Regions from separate parts of the Mus musculus genome. Here all the other regions are linked to region 2. A link is a contact called in public Hi-C and HiChIP or PLAC-seq data. All regions are on one chromosome and are shown on one strand. Each heading gives the region's core, a stretch centred on a gene start, on an enhancer-like site or on the middle of the called end of the contact. The rest is flanking DNA. Distances are from core to core; before and after follow the strand shown. Region 1 holds the start of Dpt (dermatopontin). Region 2 holds the start of Atp1b1 (ATPase, Na+/K+ transporting, beta 1 polypeptide). Region 3 overlaps Gm32652 (a long non-coding RNA gene).

Region 1 (3,025 bases), core at 26-2,525, 340 kb before region 2:
GCCTTCCAGCTGGGCTACCTCCTCCCTCAGTCTGCCTCTCCTAGGGTCAGCCTCCACCATCTCCCTAAGCCCTGAAATTTGGGCTCCATTTGGACAGCTATGAATGACCAGTATAGCCACCCCTGTCTCTTAAGATGGGCTTCTGAGCAAATGCCAGGGCTGGGATAGTCAAACACCACAGAGAAGCACAAACTGGGACCAATGCAGTTCCAATGATTAGGCAAAAGGCAGAAGTCAGGACAGTACCTCTAAAAACCTTTGGTAAACTATATCCTAGCAACAGAGGCTATTTAAATTCAAGAGAAAGGGAGAGAGAGGGAGACAGAGAAATCTCAGTAGTAAAACTCGCCAGAACATATTTCATCAGAACAGCAGAGCACTACTTAACTTCAGGACCCTTTGTTTCTAGTTCTCAGTCTTGTTTACCCAATCACTTACTTTGAATCAATATTTTTTTTTCAGGATATGGATACTGAGGACCCAATTGTTTATTTTGTCCCAACCACCCTGGAGCAGTATTTTTGGAAAACGGTAAATCATCCCAAAATGGAAGTGTTATTCCCATGTCACAGGGATGCCCACTTTCTATAAATTCCTTAAGACATCTCTATTTTGGAAGTCTGGTAAGCATTCTGCGTACACACACCCAGCTTGCGGGACACACTGAGCCTAGGGATGGCCTTTGAAGGAGTAGAACCAGATCCATCCTTCATGGGACATACCCCATCCTGGTTTTTCACCTTACAATGTTATCTACATTGTACACACCTGCCCGCCAGAGCATGCAATAGCAAGTTTAGGATGTGCCCAGGTTATGAGCCCTGCTATTTTAAGGACCAAACTTCTCCCATGCAGTACATACACAGATGTTCCCATCTCTAGAGCACTCTCTGCTTCTTACCATTCCATGCCGGCCCTGTTGATCTCCTCCCACCAGCACTCAGTGGGCTCCCCCAGGCTTTGGGGTGTAGGCATGCAGGCATAGTTCCATTGTCTGTCAGAGCCTTCCTTCTTGCTAAAGATGCTCCTCACAGCTACCACCACTTGCCCGTGGGGACACTGGTAGCTGAAGCCTTGGCGGTTAAGATTCACCCATCCATCATCACCGTAGTCCTGGTACTGCTGGTATGGGTACCCGTAGCCACCATACTGGCCCCAGGCTGTGGTCACCAGTGGCAGAAGAACCCACAGAAGAGTGAGGTCCATACTGCCCGGCTTCTGGCAAAAAAAATGTCACCCTCAGTTTGCTGGGCTGACTTTATACAGCTGCCGCTGACATGTGGTTCCCAGATGTGGGTGAACTGGATCCAACTGCAGTGTGTCATTGCTCAAGCAAAAGCTTTTCCACGCTGAGAAACTGGCCTTGCTTGCGTCCAGCTTGTTTTAAGGTGGAATTCTATGAACATGCAAGGAACATGTAAATCAAGGAAATCTCCCCAGAGAATCACTTCACGGAGAGGGACCAGAGGCAGCTGCTCCACTCTGCTCAGAAACACCTGAGAAAGACCCCCTCAATTGCCTACCTATCCTTCCCTCATCTCTCGGCATGCTGCCCCTCTGCCACGCCCCTTCTTACTAGCAAACCAGGTATCTGGTAGCTGTTCTCCTGCTTAGCTCTCTAGAATTATACGGAAATCCAGGCGGAGATTTCAAAACACAAACGTTGATAAGTTAAAGGAACTCAACCTTTAGATTTCTGCAAACCTAGGTGCCTGGATTCTTTTTATGTTCTTAGTCCGTCTTTTAATTGGGGGTAGAAGCAGATGATCTGTCTTCAGGTCTACTGTTAAAATGTCTAACGTTCAGGTAGAAGTGCTATTGGTCCATGGAGAGAGCAGCGGGGCGTTATCTCTGCTTCAGCATCTGCCTGAGCTGCTGAAAGTGGTCCCTTCAGCTCTGGCTTAAGTATGGAACTGGTTAAGCTCAAATGAATGGTAAGTTTTTTCAGCTGGCACTTTCAAACTTTACATTGACTTTTCTGTTTGTTGAGGTGAAGTGTATAAAATAAAGGCCAGCTTTTCAACTGTGTAGCATACAGTCCTGCAGGCAGCTCTGAAATCATGCTATAGAGTAGACTGGATAGTCCAGAGCACCTCCTCATAGCCCTCTGCATCCTCTTTGTTCCCGATACCTAGTTCTGCTACCCAACAATCGGATGTTCGTCTCTACAGTTTTGCCTGTTCCAGATTGTTAATAACTGGGGTCACACCACACGGGTCAGTCTCTGTTACCCCTGCTTTTGAGACTCGACTGTGCTGCCAGTCACTGACCTCTTGTAATTGCTGAGAAGGGTTCCACAGTATGGGTGTCCTGTTCAATGGTATCATCTGAAGCACGTGTGGAATATCTCATTTGTAAAAATTTATATATAACTATGCATAAGTGCTTACGAATAAAATTTCTATAAGTGCACAGAGGTTTTCGTATAAAGCTTCTTCTTCATTTTGCTTCAGTAAATACTCATGACTGATTTCCAGGTTGCTATGTAAGAGTCTGTCAAACTTTAAAAGAAGCTGTCTGTGCTATGGCACCAGAAAATTATCCTTTCTTTTACATTTTGGTCATTTTAATAGGTGTATAGCGGCAGTTTGGCATGAATATTTTTGTCTCCTGGCTAATGATTTTGAGAAATTTTTTCATTAGAGTTTTGGTATGGAACACATTTTTAAAAATGTCTTACCTATTCTAGCATTTTGAATCACTTGGAGTATCTCTTTTTAATTTGCATTTATCTTATATTTATAGTAGATTTTTAAAATATAACATAGTATGATTATGATTCTCCAACTCCTCCCAGATTCTTCCCATTTCCCCGCCCACCCAAGTCTACACCACATCTTTCTCTCACTTATAAGGATACAAATAAGAATCTAAATAATAATAATAAATAAATAAACAAATAAATAAATAAAAACCAGAATAGGTCAGAACAGACAGAAGAAGAAGAAGAGCCAAAGGAGAAGTGCATTTAGGATTTGCAATGTGTTTTCAGGTAGGTTATCATACATTTCCTTTATAACCCCAT
Region 2 (3,121 bases), core at 505-3,004:
AGGAATGGTCACCGCATCAGTCTTAAGAGTCCTCTTACTCACTTTTCTTTCTTCCTCAGATGTGTAATCCTCCTGCCTATCTCCAGTCTGGGATTATAGGCAGAAACCATCAAACTCCAGCCAAGTCTCATCCCTTTTGAAGCTACTTACACCCTACTTATTCCTTATGGTTTTTTTTTTCCTGATTCTGCCCACGGGGTTTCCTCCCTCATATATATATGAGGTACACACACACACACACACACACACACACACACACACACACACACCTCCCAGTGGTCTGGTCTGCGGAATCCCCTCCACAATGTAAGTTCTGCCTAGAGACAGTGGCATCAAATCTACAGGTACAGTCTCTTCTAATAGCTTACCAACCACAAACTTGGGTTTTTTCCAAAATAAACGCTGCAGGGGCAAAGCAGAGTGACTTCTTTCTCAACAAGCTGCTCTCACAGTTGTCCTTGACACAGTGGGTCGGCAGCCCCTGTGGACTCCATGAGACTCAGTTGCTATGTCTCCCCTGAATTTTGGGTATTTTAAGGTTTTCTTCAGTCTTGCAAGTGGGATTAATGAGAAAAAGCTCATTTTTGCATCCCTTCGGTTTTGTCCTTGGGCCTGCAAGATTGACCTTGAAAATGGCAGGGTGTCTTGGGAACCCATCTCTGTGTTGGGAAGGTCTTTGATAAGAAGCTAGCTCTTTGCGCGACCGGCCAGGTCGCTCCAGGGACAGGCTTTTCTGCAGCCACTGCAGAAGCCTCGCCATGTTTTCTGCTGTGTCATCACCATAAGAGCTGTGTGGAAAGCTGTTCAGGGGCTCGGTGGATGAAAATAAGGGCGGATTTTCAGCCAACAAGGATGGAAAGAATGGTCATGTCCAACACAGTGCTCTGCGACATCTTGACATGTGAGCTGGGTCTTCCCAAGTGCTCTGTCATTCCAAGAATTCTACAGTATAGGGTAGGGGTGCCCCCAGTGAGACAGAACAGTAAGCCAATGGGAATACCAGCCACAGACCTGGGCCAGGAGAGTCTTAGGTGGCTGGGTCACGTGCATAAATTGTTCCCCGGGGTCTAGACTGGCAGGAGCCACAACCGGTTCCCAGCTACAGCCCAGGGTGGGTTTGGCAATTGTCCGGATTGAGGTGGTTCAGGCCGCCCACAAGCACAGACCAGGAGTCAGGAACCGAGGCTGCCCGCTGGGCTGGCCTGCAGAAGAGGGACGGGCCGGAACTGCAACCGCAGTGGCAGAGAGTGCGAGGGGGCGGCAGGTGCATAAGCAGAGAGGCGGAGCAGAGCTGGGCAGAGTCACTAGCGTCCTGGAGTGACCTTCCCCCACCTGGCCATGGCCTAGGGGAGGTGGACCTGCAGTAAACCCCGACCAGTACGAAGGGGTAAGACCAGTACGAAGGAGTTGAGGTCTCCGAGGTTCCCAGAGAGCGATGCAGGTGCAGGCCACAGCATTGGCGAGCGGGGGCCGGGAGGACGAGGAGGATTGTCCAGGCACAGCTCGGGGCAGAGAGAGGGCCAGCAGAGCTGCGGGAGCAGTACTCACCCGCCCCCAGTCCCTCTCCGCACCCCTGCTGCGGTGCCAGCCCCTTTAGCTTTGCCGGCTCCTTTGTGCGGGGCCCCGCGCCCGCCCCTTCGGGGGCTCAGGCCCCGCCTTCTCGGCGCTGGCGATTGGCTTGCCGTGCCGCCGGTAGGCGGAGCTACGGATGGTGGAGGCGCGGTATATAGTAAAGGTAGGGCGTGCGCCCTCAGCCAATTTCTCGGCTCCTGGCCTGCGCGCCCGTGTGCCGAGCCCGCGCTCCACTCCGCTCGCCCTTCCCGGTGACTTTCCCTCCTTGTCCCTGGTCCATCTCGCCAGAGGTCACAGCAAGCAGAGTGGTGCAGCTACAGCTTGAAGCAGCAGCTGCGGGGTTCGCTGAGCCCCCCGGAAGGCGATCGGAGTGCGGGGAAAGCCCGAGAGCGGCCGCGCGCCCACCTCTAGGTGCGGGGCTCGGAGCCGCCCAGCCCGCGCGCGCCCTCCTCCCTCGTCCCTCCTCCCTCCGCCCCCGCCGCACCTCCCCCTCCTCCCGCTCTGCCTAGGCTGCTCCGCGGCGCGCCTCGCACTCGGAGAGCCGCAGCGGCAGCGGCGCGTCTCGCTTTCGGAGACAGAGCCGGGCCGCGGGGACACCGAGCAGCCGCCGCGAGGACGCCCAGGGCGCGCGCCGCACTCGCCCTCCCTCGGCCTCGGCCGCCACTGCTGAGCAGACACCATGGCCCGCGGAAAAGCCAAGGAGGAAGGCAGCTGGAAGAAATTCATCTGGAACTCGGAGAAGAAGGAGTTTTTGGGCAGGACCGGTGGTAGTTGGTGTAAGTACGCGCTCCGCGGCTCTGCCGTCGGCGCCTTGGCTTTTCTTAGGAGGCGCGTCTGTACGCGAGCACTGCGGACAGTTCGGCGCCCGCGGGGCTGACCAGGGTGTTAGGGAGTGGGTGGTAGGAGCTGCTAGGAGCGTGCGGCCCTGGGCTTGGCATCCAGTGACAAATGTGGGGGGTCCCCAGGATGCGCCTCGGGTGGGGAGCTGGAGCTAGGGTTTTGGGTATGGTAGGGATCTTCGTTTCCTAAGCCTTTCCTCCTGGGAAATTCGGTCAGGTTCCAGGAGCCTATGTATGTACCCTCCCTTTCCATCTCCCAAGACCTTAGAAAAACGAGATTTGGGGCCGTGAGCAGAACTCACGAGCGTACCTGTTCTAATGCAGACGATGCTGCGATAGATAGCATCATTCTTCCAGTCTAGAAATGTATCTAGAATGGATAGGAACGGGGAGAAGAAATGCATCCACACTGCAGTCCTCACACATTGCAGTCATCACAGCCCAGAAATGGCCCAGTGAGCTCCATTCATGGCTCGTTTTTTAAGCCTTGGCTAGACATGGTGTTTTTAAGCTCTTCATGATACAAACGAAGAAACAGGTTATATTAGAGCATTTCATGCAGCCTGTTGCTTCCTTGGCTGGACTCCCCCTCATACCCCATTGAAAATTACATACCGTGTTTGTTTTTTACCTCCTTACACTGGAAAGGTACTAGGTTTTTTTTTTTAAGGTCATTTTGAAGGGCATAGTTGTAGACAAATCCATGAGTC
Region 3 (3,127 bases), core at 307-2,806, 410 kb before region 2:
GCTACTCATTTATCCATTTAGAACAGGTGGTAGTCAACAAGTGGTTGATAACATGTTTCCTTCACTCTACTTTCAAATAGATATCTGACTTTTAAATGAAACTATACTCTGTTTCTGAATTTGTGATAACAAATTAGTATAAGATGTTAATATAAGCTTGGTACATGGGAAGGAGAAAAATATTAGAAATGCATACAGAGAAGTCATGTGAACATAGGAAAAATGCCAGACAAAGGGAAGAAATAATGGATTGTTTTGTAGCCTTTTGTGAATGAATTTGTAAAGGAATCTTTGAAGAATCTAGAGATACTTCACACTTTGTTTCCTCTCTTGGTTATAGATGCTGCTATAATGTCCTGGCTGCTCTATTTTGAAAATATCTTCTTCTATGCCTGGAGCCGTTTCCAGCACAGTGTGACTCGGTGAACACTGGAGTACCTCTGACTTGATGGTACCTGTGAGTCACTCATCTAAACTCGACAATCTTTAATGATTAGATTTTAGAGATCATAGACGGTGAGAAAATAGTCTAAGTTAGATGATAGACACTTAATACTTGATCAGTGTTTAGTCATCACCAGCAACTGGACTCTGGAACAATCCTCTTTATTAGTTGTTGTTTCTTTATTTTAAGAGACAGTTTGCTCTTATGAATGAGGGGGAGTTAGTTTCTGACACTGAGGTCCTCTAGAGTTACTGTGTATGCTGTTCACCATTACCTTTACTACTGTTTTCATTTGGTTGTGTACATGTAGAATTAAGGTATTATTGTCACACTGTAGGCCCTCAACACCTTATGCTAACAGTATTTCCTCCTCCTCGTCCTCCTCCTCCTCCTCCTCCTTCTTCTCCTTTTTCTCCTCCTCCTCCTCCTTTTTATTTTTTATTTTTTGGTTTTTCAAGACAGGGTTTCTCTGTATAGCTATGGCTGCCCTGGAACTCACTCTGTAGACCAGGCTGGCCTCAAACTCAGAAATCTGCCTGCCTCTGCCTCCCAAGTGTTATGTGGGATTAAAGGCACACGCCACCACTACCTGGCTCAGTATTTTTTATGCATTAGGTTTTATTTTCATATTCTTTCATTGGTTCCTTTAAAATTGGTAACTTGTGACCATCTTAAAAATGAAGAAAATGAAATAAATCTCAGCTCTATGAAGAAACTCCCACAGTTTTACATCTCTGAAATTTGACAGCAAAGATGTAAAAGAGATTGATGCAGCCTGGGATCAAGGAATGGCAGCTTGTTGACGGTCTGGATGTTCCTGTGCTTTCCTGTTGTCAACTAACACAACATATAGGCCTCTGACAGAGAGACAGAGCTTGGCTAATTTCCTGTAATTGACAGCAATGTAGCCATACCTAGATACGTTAGTGTTCGATGACCACCATGCCGGACAGAAACAGTCCACAGTATTAAAGATGTGTATCAGTTTGTACTTTTAGAGTTCACTCCAACCTGAAGAATTCATGACTACCCAGTTCAGGGCAGCTGGAGTGTGTGGTGGAGGCTGTTTACATCTTGGCTGACCAAGAAGCCAGGTGTGAAAGAGGAAGTAGGTCTAGGAACAACCCTTTCCAAGTCCCAGTTCTGCTTTCCTACTTCCGCCAGCCTGGACCCCCACCTGCTAAAGCGACACAGCGTCTCAGAACAGCGCCACCTGCTGGGAAACATGATCTGATAGTCCAACGGTCCTCCAAGAATTTTCTTAATTTAACTGGAGCCTGCTGCTCAGTGGTACAATTAACTTCCAAACGTGAACCTATGAGGATATCTTTGGATTTGAACACAGACGTAGAAAAGCTAAAGTGCAACTGCTTTTCGTTTGTAAGATGCCTCCAATGTGGCATCTCTGGCAATGAATCCGTCATCTAGGACTCTTGGTGTCCACGGTGAGGGAGAGATGAAGATACTTTTGTAAGAAACAGCCTGAGTAGTTCCTGTGGGAGAGAATATGGAAGGTAAAGATGCTGAAGTGCTTCATCCCAGTGAGCACACATTCCCCCTTTCTTTCCTCACTAGCATCTAGAGATGCATAGAATCCACCTTTCTCAGCGGAGTCTGCCTCTAGGATTTGTCTTCTACCTTGCCCATTGACTAATTGTTTTCAGGTAGTGGCCAGTACATGCGGGAGAAGAAAGGTTTCCATCCAGCCCCACACTGGAACAACTCTGAAGGACTATGTAGCTTTAGAGCTCCTCTAGGTAAAACTAAGTAAATATTCTACCTGGATTCAGGACACTAGCCATCAGTAGTGGCAATGTTCTACGCATGGCCTTTGAGGACAGTTCCGTGTTTGTTCACTTCTTCCTTCCTATTTTGCACTCAGATAAGGTTGGTTTAGGTAGACCAAATCCTGTCTTAGAAAAAGAATGTTATTTTAATAGCTCATCTGATGTCTCCTTATATGGCGACCTGCTGGTTTTCAATTCTATTAAGTATATATACAGTGAGAAATTCATCAGGAGAAGCAATTGAGTTGCTTTTGGAAGAATGAACACAGGAGATCAAAGAAAAAGAGCTCTGTCAACGAGAAGCTAATTGTATTACTCGGCGGCAGCCTCCAGTTGAATTAAAAGAATCCTCGGAGAACATTGGGGACATCAGATCTGGTTCCAAAAAAAGTGTTAACTTTCCAAGTAATGTGAATGCTTGGGTGAGCCTTTTCCTGCTTCTCAAATTTAGGCAGAGTTTGTGCTTGAATAGGGTCTGGGTTTGAAAGTATATCTCTGGTGTATTTCCATAGGTACCTAAGTATAAGTCTGTAAATGTTAAATTTAAAGGTTAGAAGTCAGATCGTCCTGGGTAAAGTGGGAAAAAAATCACTTGCAAAATCTATATCTTTAGAGATGAATCTTTTGCACATAGAAAACTATTAATTTTTTATTCAAACTGTACAGTCATGTTCTCTTTACCAGAGTCTATGAATGATAAACTGCAGTCTAAGAGAGCTTCAGTGTTTTGTCCAAGGTCACTATATATAGGAAGTAACCAGTCAGGGCTTAAAGCTACTCTAACTCTAGGTCCCTCTGACCTGGTTGTACTTTTGACTCTGAGCAATCCTCATGATCAGGAAAAAAAGCCCAGCCTTTCGACCTCATCCAGTGTAGACCTTCTCCAAGTCAGAAG

Evidence for each region. A called contact is a pair of places that touch in the nucleus more often than the background predicts. HiChIP or PLAC-seq counts read pairs in DNA pulled down with a chosen protein or histone mark.
Region 1: a contact with region 2 is called in a FOXA1 HiChIP or PLAC-seq map of pancreatic cancer cells. The contact joins the promoter of Dpt here to the promoter of Atp1b1 in region 2. A contact is called at or near these places in 18 of 39 promoter capture datasets (the 3T3-L1 cell line, 3T3-L1-derived adipocytes, the C10 cell line and 13 more), 6 of 484 Hi-C or Micro-C datasets (Sertoli cells, brain, cerebral cortex and 2 more), 12 of 115 datasets of contacts at active chromatin or transcription factors (SST interneurons, cardiomyocytes, craniofacial prominence and 9 more) and 2 of 9 other capture datasets (liver and macrophages).
Region 3: a Hi-C map of pro-B cells shows a contact between it and region 2, with 2.3 times the contacts expected there. The contact joins the enhancer-like site here to the promoter of Atp1b1 in region 2. A contact is called at or near these places in 5 of 39 promoter capture datasets (the C10 cell line, cancer-associated fibroblasts, cranial neural crest and 2 more), 1 of 15 datasets of contacts at CTCF or cohesin (large pre-B cells), 3 of 484 Hi-C or Micro-C datasets (cerebellar granule neurons, muscle stem cells and pro-B cells), 11 of 115 datasets of contacts at active chromatin or transcription factors (the 230-238 cell line, embryonic basal ganglia, embryonic forebrain and 7 more) and 2 of 9 other capture datasets (adipose tissue and liver).

Annotation. Positions count from the first base shown.
Region 1 is chr1:164,794,913-164,797,937 of GRCm38.p6, reverse strand. Dpt (dermatopontin) reads right to left here and starts at 1,275. Exons shown (of 4, transcript NM_019759.3): 1 at 902-1,275. The coding sequence starts at 1,206. Gm32569 (a long non-coding RNA gene) reads left to right here. Exons shown (of 4, transcript XR_373663.3): 4 at 463-2,412.
Region 2 is chr1:164,456,988-164,460,108 of GRCm38.p6, reverse strand. Atp1b1 (ATPase, Na+/K+ transporting, beta 1 polypeptide) reads left to right here and starts at 1,754. Exons shown (of 6, transcript NM_009721.6): 1 at 1,754-2,348. The coding sequence starts at 2,252. It overlaps Gm32391 (predicted gene, 32391), which reads right to left and starts at 1,586. Exons shown (of 4, transcript NR_168343.1): 1 at 369-1,586.
Region 3 is chr1:164,869,365-164,872,491 of GRCm38.p6, reverse strand. It overlaps Gm32652 (a long non-coding RNA gene), which reads left to right. Exons shown (of 5, transcript XR_865700.2): 3 at 341-457. It overlaps Gm20743 (predicted gene, 20743), which reads right to left. Exons shown (of 5, transcript NR_040303.1): 4 at 2,226-2,354; 5 at 1,054-1,938. Among named protein-coding and RNA genes, the nearest start is that of Gm20743, 7.8 kb to the right of the region's middle. Within about 2 kb of position 1,556, at least 33 of the 459 cell types and tissues checked have an H3K27ac peak or open chromatin away from gene starts, as enhancers often do. A contact at or near this core is called in the 230-238 cell line and pro-B cells, where this site is marked.